Regions from separate parts of the Cricetulus griseus genome. Here region 2 is linked to region 1. The links are chromatin contacts, called in public Micro-C maps. All regions are on one chromosome and are shown on one strand. Each heading gives the region's core, a stretch centred on a gene start, on an enhancer-like site or on the middle of the called end of the contact. The rest is flanking DNA. Distances are from core to core; before and after follow the strand shown.

Region 1 (4,468 bases), core at 1,794-4,293:
AAGTTTATTCTGGATATAAATCCTTCATATTTCATATTATCTCCCTGTCTGTGAGGTTTTTTTCACGTGGTTTAAAAGTATATATTATTATTTTTTACTCATGTGTGTGTGTTTGTGTGAATAAATATCATGTGTATACAGATGCCTCAGAGGCCAAAAGAGGGCGTTAGGGCTGAAATTACAGATGGTTGTGAGCCACTTGACATGGGTAAAGGGATTAAACTCTGGTCCTCCAAAAGAGCAGCAAGTACTTTTCACGCCTGAGCCATCTTTCCAGCCCCTCATGTGCTTTCTTTATTTTACTTTATTTTATTTTATTTTATGGTTTTTCAAGACAGGTTTTCTCTGTGTAGCTTTGGAGCCTATCCTGGCACTCGCTCTGGAGAGCAGGCTGGCCTCGAACTCACAGCGATCCGCCTACCTCTGCCTCCCGAGTGCTGGGATTAAAGGCGTGCGCCACCAACGCCCGGCTATTTTATTTTTTTTAAACATTTTTGTTTTTATTATGTATGTGTGTGTGTGTGGATCTGTGGAAGCATATGTGCACATCTGTGTGCATGTGCCCACAGAGGCCAGAAGAAGGCAGAGAATCCCCTGGAGTTGGAGTTACAGGCTGTTATCAATTGCCCAATATGGGTGCTGGCACTGACTACCAGCTAGGCCTCCCCAAGAACGGAACAGTTCGGCACTGATGAAACATCACTTCAGCCCTATGTTTCTTCACATTCTTGATGTTACCCGAAGCATAAGAGCTTTACGTTTGAAGAAGTGCAAATTCTTGTTCTCTTTTATCACTGGTGCTTTTCACATCAGAGTTGGGAAACCTTTGTCTGACCCAAGGTCATGACGGTGCCACTTGAGTTTCCTGTAACAGTCTTACTGGGTCAGTTCTTGTGCTTAGCTCTGCAAATGGGTTTAGATGGCGTGAGGTAGAAATCCAAGTTCAGTGTTTTCATGTGGATGTCCTGTTGCCCCAGTATTGATTATTGAAAAGACTGTTCTCACAATGATAACGCACCTCTAAAACTGGCCTAAAATAGGCTTTATTTGAAAGACGATCTATTCTCTCGCCTGTAGAATTGTCTTTACTCCTTTGTAAGAAATTGACAGGTAGCAATACTAGTAATTTTCTTTCTGGCCTCTTAATTTTTATTCCATCTACCTAGGTGTCTTTATGCTGGCACCACACTATCCTGCTTGTGGTAGATGCTTAAGTTTCAAAATTTGAATGAATATTTCTGTCCAGCAGCTTTGTTCTTTTTCCAATATCATTTTGGTTATTCTGGGTCCTTTGCATTTTATACTATTACTCCCTCCCCTTCCTTTTCTCTTCTCCTCCCCCTTCCTTCCCTTCTCCTTTTCTTTTGTTCTTTCCATTTTCCCTTTTCTATCAGTCTTTGCTAAGAACAGTAGAGTGTTGCCTGAAGTGCCTCACATGGCTGTGTCTGGAGTCTTGGAAGCTTACCTTCCTGTGACCTACACATGGACCTTGAGGGCTTGTTTGGAGGCTCTTACTAGGGAGTATGGCTACTTGTATACCCTTGACCAAAGAATGGTCTCTATCAGGGAGGGTTGTTCTCTTCAACCAACAGGAAACTTCTCGAGGGACACACACATAGGATGTTGGGTATGGCGGGTGGTGCACCTACATAGTCAGTCAAATTGTGGATTCAACTGTGACAATCAGTGTGCTAACAGGCATCACAGCCACATCACACTCACATCCCCAAATCGGACATTAATTTTTAATCTACACCTGCATTTATCGCGTGGCATCTTAGACCTTACATGTTGTGCAGAGCGCCGTGGTGCTCCTTGGTAGTCTTCTCTGGTCCCCAGAGCTCCAGCTGTGTTTTTTCCAAGCTTCTTCTGAAGCGCCCCATTCCAGTCCAGTCCTAGCCAGTGTTTCTCTGGTTCTGCTCCTGTCCAGTTCCTTTGCTCACGGGGCAGGAGAAGCTAGAGTGGAAAAGCCAGACCTCTTTATCAGGCAGCAAGAAGAAAATCAAATGCCCTCCAACGTAGTTCATGACAACCAGCATGTAAGTGCTTAGTGCAACGTCTGACATGCTATACAACAAGCACCAATAAGTGGTGGACTTTGATTTCTGTATTTGGATTTCTATAGTATATTGTGCCCGTCCTTCCTGTTAATGCTGTGGGGTTTGGATGCAGTCTAGGAGCTACTGCCCACAGGCTCCCCTTATATTTGGGGGTTTCAAATGTGGAATTGTCCTTGAATCGTGCCCCCTCCAAAATCAGCCCCTGAGAAACTGAAACAAGTTAATCTCTGGGACTCCCTGAGTAACTTGTGGGACCATGTCTCCTGCCTGCTCCCTGATCAGTGTGATGACTTCATGCTCCTTCCTGTCTTCCACAGACTTGACACCCTGGGCCTTACAACATGCTAGACAAAGGCTTATTCTTTAGTCGCATCCCTAGCCCTTAGCTTTTAAAATTTGAATCTCCCTATGAATCCCAGGCTAGCCTCATGTCCCCTTCCTCTACCCACTGGAGCTGCTATTAGAGGAATGTGTCACCGTTCCTGACAGTGCCAGGCTTTTAATGCTGCAGGGCAGCAGCCATTATTTAGTGGGTCAACATTGGTCTTTGGTGATGGTGTAAAAGAAAGGAGGACAGAAATGTTAACATCTATCAGCAGCAGAACAATTGTTTCTGCTTTACGGTATACTAGGGGCTGGGTCTGTCTCTGGAGAACGGGTTTCCTACTATGATAATTCAGGGTTTAAAAGTGATTAAGAGATGGAGGTGTTGGAATAGATCCTTTTCTTCTATTAGCCCTGTAAGTAACTCATACAAGTGAGCTTGGAGGACACCTGCTGCTCCCATCATGAACATCAGGGATGGAGTCACCAAGAGTGAAGGACCAGGAGACGCTACCCTCCTCCCAGGGCATCTCTCAGCCAGTTCCTCATTGCCACAGTGTGTACACAGCTTTATACTGAACTCTATCTTCTGAGACTCTAACACACCCTGTCTCACTTTACTCTCTCAGCTACCCCAAGAAGCAGATGACTCAGATTCAAATTCCTATTTGACCACACAGGCGACCTTTGACAAGTTACTGAATGTATTAGACTCCGTGTCCCCCGGCTCTGTTACACGTAAAACCAGAGAGGCTGAGGATCTCACACAGCCTGGAATTGTTAGAATCAAGAAGAGAACTAGAGTCTTTCCTCCCAGCCTAGATGTTCCACCGGCTCCCCTCCCGAAAATTCTTCTCTTTTTAGAAGGGTGATTCATCTGGCTGCCTTAGGAAGAATGTTTTAAAAAGCCAATACCATTTTGTTCTCCCCACCATGTCTGGAAACACCAGACAGACAACGCTTCGTGCCTCGAGGTTAAGGGTTACCACTCCCAACATCAAAGACCATTTAAAGCCAGAGCTGTGAGGGAAGCAGAAACCAGTCAAAGCCCAGGGGAAGACTAAGCCCCTGCCCCCTGCCTTTTTTTTTTTTTTTTCTTCTTCTTCTATTTTTGTTCATTGTATAGCAGTCTCCCCTCTAGTGGCTTTGGTGAAAATAGCCTGTATAAACAGATCACAGCCTCCACACTGAACAGGGCAGAGGGCTCTGGGTTTCTCTTCCCTGATGAGAAACTGAGGTTCAAGCAGAGGTGATTTTTGTCCCCTGCAATGTTTGACAACATTCAGAGACCCAGGATGTCAGTGGTGCTGATGTGGAGGAATCCTGGCCAGGAGGTGATGTGCCCTGCCTGAGACCTATGGGTTCTTCCTAGTTTATGAAGGCTCCAGCTGAGCATTCGATATCTTTTTATTAACTCTTACAAACAGTGGGGCAATGGTGGCACACACCTTTAATCCCAGCACTTGGGAGGCAGAGGCAGGCCAATCTCTGAGTTCAAGGCCAGCCTGGTCTATGGAGCAAGTTCCAGGACAGTCAGGGCTACACAGAGAAACCCTGTCTTGAAAATCCAAAACCAAACTAAAACAAGCAACAACAACAGAAACCTCTTACAAACTTGTATTAGAATTGTTAAAGATCCAAATGTAACACAGTAATCCGCACTCTCAAATAACAGCAATATAATAAGAGAACTTCTATTTTTTCATCTCTTTCCATAATCAATGTTAGCATCCTTGAGAGTTTGTTAAATTGAACTATACTAAAATGCCACACGGAAAAGTCTTGCCTCTCATTTTAGATGCCATTGAATATTATCTGACTAGATTTATGTTTAGTATTTTAGAACACAGACTCTGAAGCCAAATTCACTGATGTTGAATCTGTTGCCTGCCAACTAACGGCTTGGTTACATTTTCACTGCTGAGAGTTCCAGTACTTTTCATACCTGTCAAGTGGAGATAACAAAAGCCCCCCCCCCCCCCCCCGCCCAGTGGAGCGGTGGTGGCACAGGCCTTTAACCTCAGCACTCCAGAGGCAGAGGCAGGTGTGGATCTCTGTGAGTTCAAGGCCAGTCTGGTCTACAA
Region 2 (4,775 bases), core at 1,821-4,320, 48 kb after region 1:
TTTCTATAAACTCCTTAGTTGTCTTAGTTAGGGTTACTATTGCTGTGTTAAAACACCATGATCAAAGCAACTTGGGAAGGAAAAGGTTTATTTGACTTATGCTTCCACATTGCTGTTCATCACTGAAGGAAATCATGACAGGAACTCAAGCATGGCAGGAACCTGGAGGCAGGAGCTGATACAGAGGCCATGAAGGGGTGCTACTTACTGGCTGGCCTCTCATGGTTTGCTCAACCTGCTTTCTTATAAAACTCAGGACCACCAGCCCAGGGGTGGCACCACCCACAATGAGCTGGGCCCTCCTCCATTGGTCACCAATTGAGAAAAATGCCTTACAGTTGGATCTCAGGGAGGCATTTTCTCAGCTGAGGCTCCTTCCTCTCTGATGACTCTAGCTTGTTTCAAGTTGACACATAAAACCAGTCAGTACACACAGTTCATCACTGAAACAAGTCAGGACAGGGATTCAAGCAGCACAAGAACCTGGAGGCAGGAGCTGATGCAGAGGCCATGGAGGTGTGTTGCTTATTGTCTTGCTCAACATGGCTTGCTCAGCCAGCTGCCTTATTATAGGACCCAGGACCACCAACCCATAATGGGCTGGGGCCTCCCCCATCAATCACTAATTAAGAAAATGCCCTACAGCTGGGTTTTATGGAGGCATTTTCTTGAGCATCCCTCTTTTCAGATGACTATACCTTGGGTCAAGTTTCCATAAAATTAGCCAGTACACTGATCTTCAGAAATTCATGCCCACCTCATCCAAACCTAATACTAGATTTCTAGAAGTATTCTACTAATGTTCATGTTAGGGTTCAGTGGGCACCCCCAAATGGCTTTCATGTTCTTGAACAAAGAACTGAACAAACAGAGACACACAGTTGCAGCAGAAGAGGTTTATTAAGATACACTTCCAAAGCTGGGTGGTGGTGGTGCACACCTTTAACCCCAGCACTTGGGAGGCAGAGGCAGGTGGATCTCTGTGAGTTCAAGGCTAGCCTGGTCTACAAAGCAAACTCCAGGACAACCAGGGCTGTTACACAGAGAAATCCTGTCTCAAAAGAATTAAAACAAAACAAAACAAAACAAACAAACAAAAAAACACTTCCAAGGGAGGAAGCAGGTCTGACCAAAGGAGGGTTCAGTAGTTCACTGAACTCTGCTACATGAAGAATTGTGATTCTTAAGTCATAAAGCAGGGGCTTTGGGGGCATTCGCACAATACAGGCTTTCCTGCACATGCTGTTGATGCCATCTAGGGGCAAAGAAACAGGTTCATCTTCTCTGTAGATTAAAGAACTAAAAGGCAATGGGGAAAGTGTGGCTGGAATGTCCTGGTGGAGCCACAATATGATAGCAGGGAAATTCGGGTCCCCTCTCAGGGACCTCAGTCTCATTATTAAAAGACATTAAGAATGGACTCAAACAGATGTTTAAAGGCAGTTTATCAGAGTTTGAAAAGAAAAACCCCAGGGCAGGCTTAACTCTTGCAGCTGTCTAGAGAAAGAAAATGAAGACAGAAGTGAAAAGAAGCCAAGCCTTTGCGATAAGCCAGCATGCAGGTCAGTTATAGGCAGGCCATCACATGATGGAGAGAGGAGCAAGGCCAAGTCCCAGAGTGTAACAGGCTCCAAACAGCATCTAACAGAGAAGAAAAAGGGAAAGTTTTGCCCTTTGAGTCAGGACTCGGACAGGCAGGCAGACCCAGCCAAGCTTTAGGGTGGATGGTAGGAACTGCACAAGGTGGTGGGAATCCTGGGAAGGAAAAGTACTGTATTCAGGTGAAGCCATCTTCCTAGGGGTGGTTTCTTAACCAGGTGTTGTGGAATCATCTTCTTGCATACTGTGAAAATGTGGGCTAATAAAAAGCTGAACGGCCAATAGCTAGGCAGGATTTCCAGGTAGAGGACAGACGATGAAGAAGTCGGATATGCCAGGTTATGCAGACCAAGCAGGATGGGCACTATGGAGATGAAGTAATAAAGACACAAGGCTGAAAGTAAATGAATAGAAATGGAAATTAAATTATAAGAGCTAGTTAGAAACAAGCTTAAGCTATCAGCGGAGCTTTCATGACTAATAAATCTCCACGTCATTATTGGGGATCCAACTGTCCTGACAAAAAAGACCAACTGCAGCCAGGTCCTTAACCTACCCCACTGGGATAACTCTTTTACTTTTATTTATTTTTTTAATTAAACTTTTTTTCATACAATACATTTTGATCTTATTCTTTCTCCTTCCTTAAATCCTTCCCTTCCTTATTTCATATTCTTTCTGTCTTAAAACACAGAGTACACACACACACACACACACACAGAGAGAGAGAGAGAGAGAGAGAGAGAGAGAGAGAGAGAGAGAGAGAGAGAGACTCCATTTTGTATTGTCAATTACTCTTGAACATGAGGCCTGTCTTGGAGTGGTTGATATACCCAGTGTCACTCGATTGGAGAAAACTGATTTTTTTTTTCCTCTTGCAGCAGCTATCAGTCGCAAACGGCTTCTTGGTTCCGGGTGGGACTTTGTGCCACTTCCCTTTCTCCACACTGGGACTTGTCTGGCTTGAGCTTGTGCAGTTCCTGTGCATGCTGTTGCAGTCTCTGTTTCCTTAGAAAATGCTGTTTCCTTAGAGCTGTCCACCACCTCTGGCTCTTAAAGTCTTTCAGCCTCTTTTTCCATATAGATCCCTAAGCCTTGAGTGGAGGAATGTAATAAAGACATCTCGGGCAGGACCTCAGATGAACTCTTATGGGAGAAGACAAGGGCATGTCTCCATCTAGGGGTGGTTTCCATTCATTACTGTAATACTCCGGAACGTGTAGTTCTTCCTGCAGCTTCATACATGGCACGTTGTTAAGCCCTCCAGGAGAGGATAGGACCATTATGGCAATTTTTGAGTCAAATTGAAGAAAGATTTATTAAATACTGGCCAGAAAGATGGACACTGGCCAGATCCAATGTCCCAGAGAATGTCTGCAAATTAACATTAACCCGTGTTTATAAAGGCTTATAAAGGCAAAGCCCACCTTCATCCAATCATGGGCAAGCATACATCCTGATGTACTTCCTGCCTAAGTACCTCCTGCCTACATGTGACCAGGCACACCCTGTGCAGTTGGGTCAACCAACCTCGTTTACAGAAGTGAAAACATGTGGCTTGTAGGAGCAACAGCCCCAGCATTCTAGGATGTCATCGGTCCTTGGGCAAATGAGGCTTACAGATTAGAGGCATTTTTTTGTTTTATAGATCTCTTAAGCACTGTAATTTAAGCTTGAAATATAATGTTAGTCATCCAATGGTCTCATCAGAATCTGAAGTCTCCGGGATTTGCCTTTTGGTACTGTAATGATTCATAGGTCACCTTCAAACACTTGGGTGTTTCTGCACCAGGGCCAGTGGCTGGATTTAGTCAGCCTCAGGCGGGGAGTTTCCAGGCTTTCCTTTTGGCCAGCTGATTTTTCCTCCTGTGGTAATTCTGGATCCTTTGCAGAGAGGCCTTCTAGACCGCCTTACTCTCCTGCTTCCACTCCTTCAGGAGCTCTGTGGTTGTGGGGAACTGAAGGATGACCATCCATCTTCCATAAATGGCTCCACTGTTGGGAGGCACAGTCTCTGCCCAAGTGTATTGTAACACTCTATTCTCTGTTGGTTGTAGAGAAAGACCTGGGTCCTGTGTGGCAGGAATTGACTGGAACCCCTGCATCGAAGTGAGTTCACTCTGGAACTGCTGTCTCCCACAGGACACAAGAACAGAATTTGCCCTTGACCATTAGGCAGGTTCCCTCCCTCTTGTCTAGGGCTCAAGTCTTGTAGTACAATTGTCCCATCTTTTAACTTTTGAGTTTTGGAATGAGATCCTTTGGGCTGCAGAAACATATAGATAGTTATATACTGACACTGTGGTAAAAACAAAACAATTCCAAGAAGGAACCCAGTGGTGGGATTGTAATCATCATGGGATCTATATCTATATCTATATCTATATCTATATCTATATCTATATCTATATCTACATATAGATAGATAGATAGATAGATAGATAGATAGATAGATAGATATGATGTAAGTGAAGATAGATATCTGCCAGGGCTGACTGGGTAAGCCTGTCACCACTGAACTGTACCTCCAGACAATCTTTATTATTTTACTACATGCCCATTGACTCTGCTGTGAATAGTTAACAAATAAACATTGAGAGTGCAGAGATGGCTTGGAGGTTAACAGTTCTTAAGGCTCTTGCCAAGGACCCATATCATGTAGCTTACAAATACCTGTAACTCCTGCTACAGTAGAGGGGAATCCAATGTGTCCTTCTGGCCTCAGCTGACGTGTGCCTGTGGTGTCCATATATACACTAGGCACATGTCCTTATACACAAAGCAAATACATATAGATATAGATATAGATATAGATATAGATATAGATATAGATATAGAGAGAGGGTTATCTGTGTAGCCCTGGATGTCCTGAACTCGCTCTATAGACCAGGCTGGCCTTGAACTCACAGAGATCCACCTACTTCTACCTCCCGAGTACTGGGATTAAAGGCATGCACCACCACCACCCAGCCCATGGAATGTGTTTTATACCAACATGCCAAAAAAACAAAGTAATGATGTAAAAGAAAACATAAAGTGAGATTACAACCATGGATAGATTTATAAATAGGGCTTATGTTTGCATGCTGGGAGCTAAGGCATTCTTTTGCCTGGTTTGAAGAGAACTGTTCAATCTTTTAACAGTTTGCAAAGATAAGTATTCTTGCCTTTAAGAT

The links. Hi-C and Micro-C count contacts between places; a contact is called where the count stands out from the background.
Region 2: a Micro-C map of the CHO-K1 cell line shows a contact between it and region 1, with 2.0 times the contacts expected there. The contact joins two enhancer-like sites. A contact is called at or near these places in 3 of 8 Hi-C or Micro-C datasets (the CHO-K1 cell line and fibroblasts).

The regions. Positions count from the first base shown.
Region 1 is chr4:205,345,813-205,350,280 of CriGri-PICRH-1.0, forward strand. No RefSeq gene overlaps it. Among named protein-coding and RNA genes, the nearest start is that of Zbtb38, 73 kb to the left of the region's middle. Within about 2 kb of position 3,044, at least 2 of the 6 cell types and tissues checked have open chromatin away from gene starts, as enhancers often do. A contact at or near this core is called in the CHO-K1 cell line, where this site is marked.
Region 2 is chr4:205,394,276-205,399,050 of CriGri-PICRH-1.0, forward strand. No RefSeq gene overlaps it. Among named protein-coding and RNA genes, the nearest start is that of Pxylp1, 73 kb to the right of the region's middle. Within about 2 kb of position 3,071, at least 1 of the 6 cell types and tissues checked has open chromatin away from gene starts, as enhancers often do. A contact at or near this core is called in the CHO-K1 cell line, where this site is marked.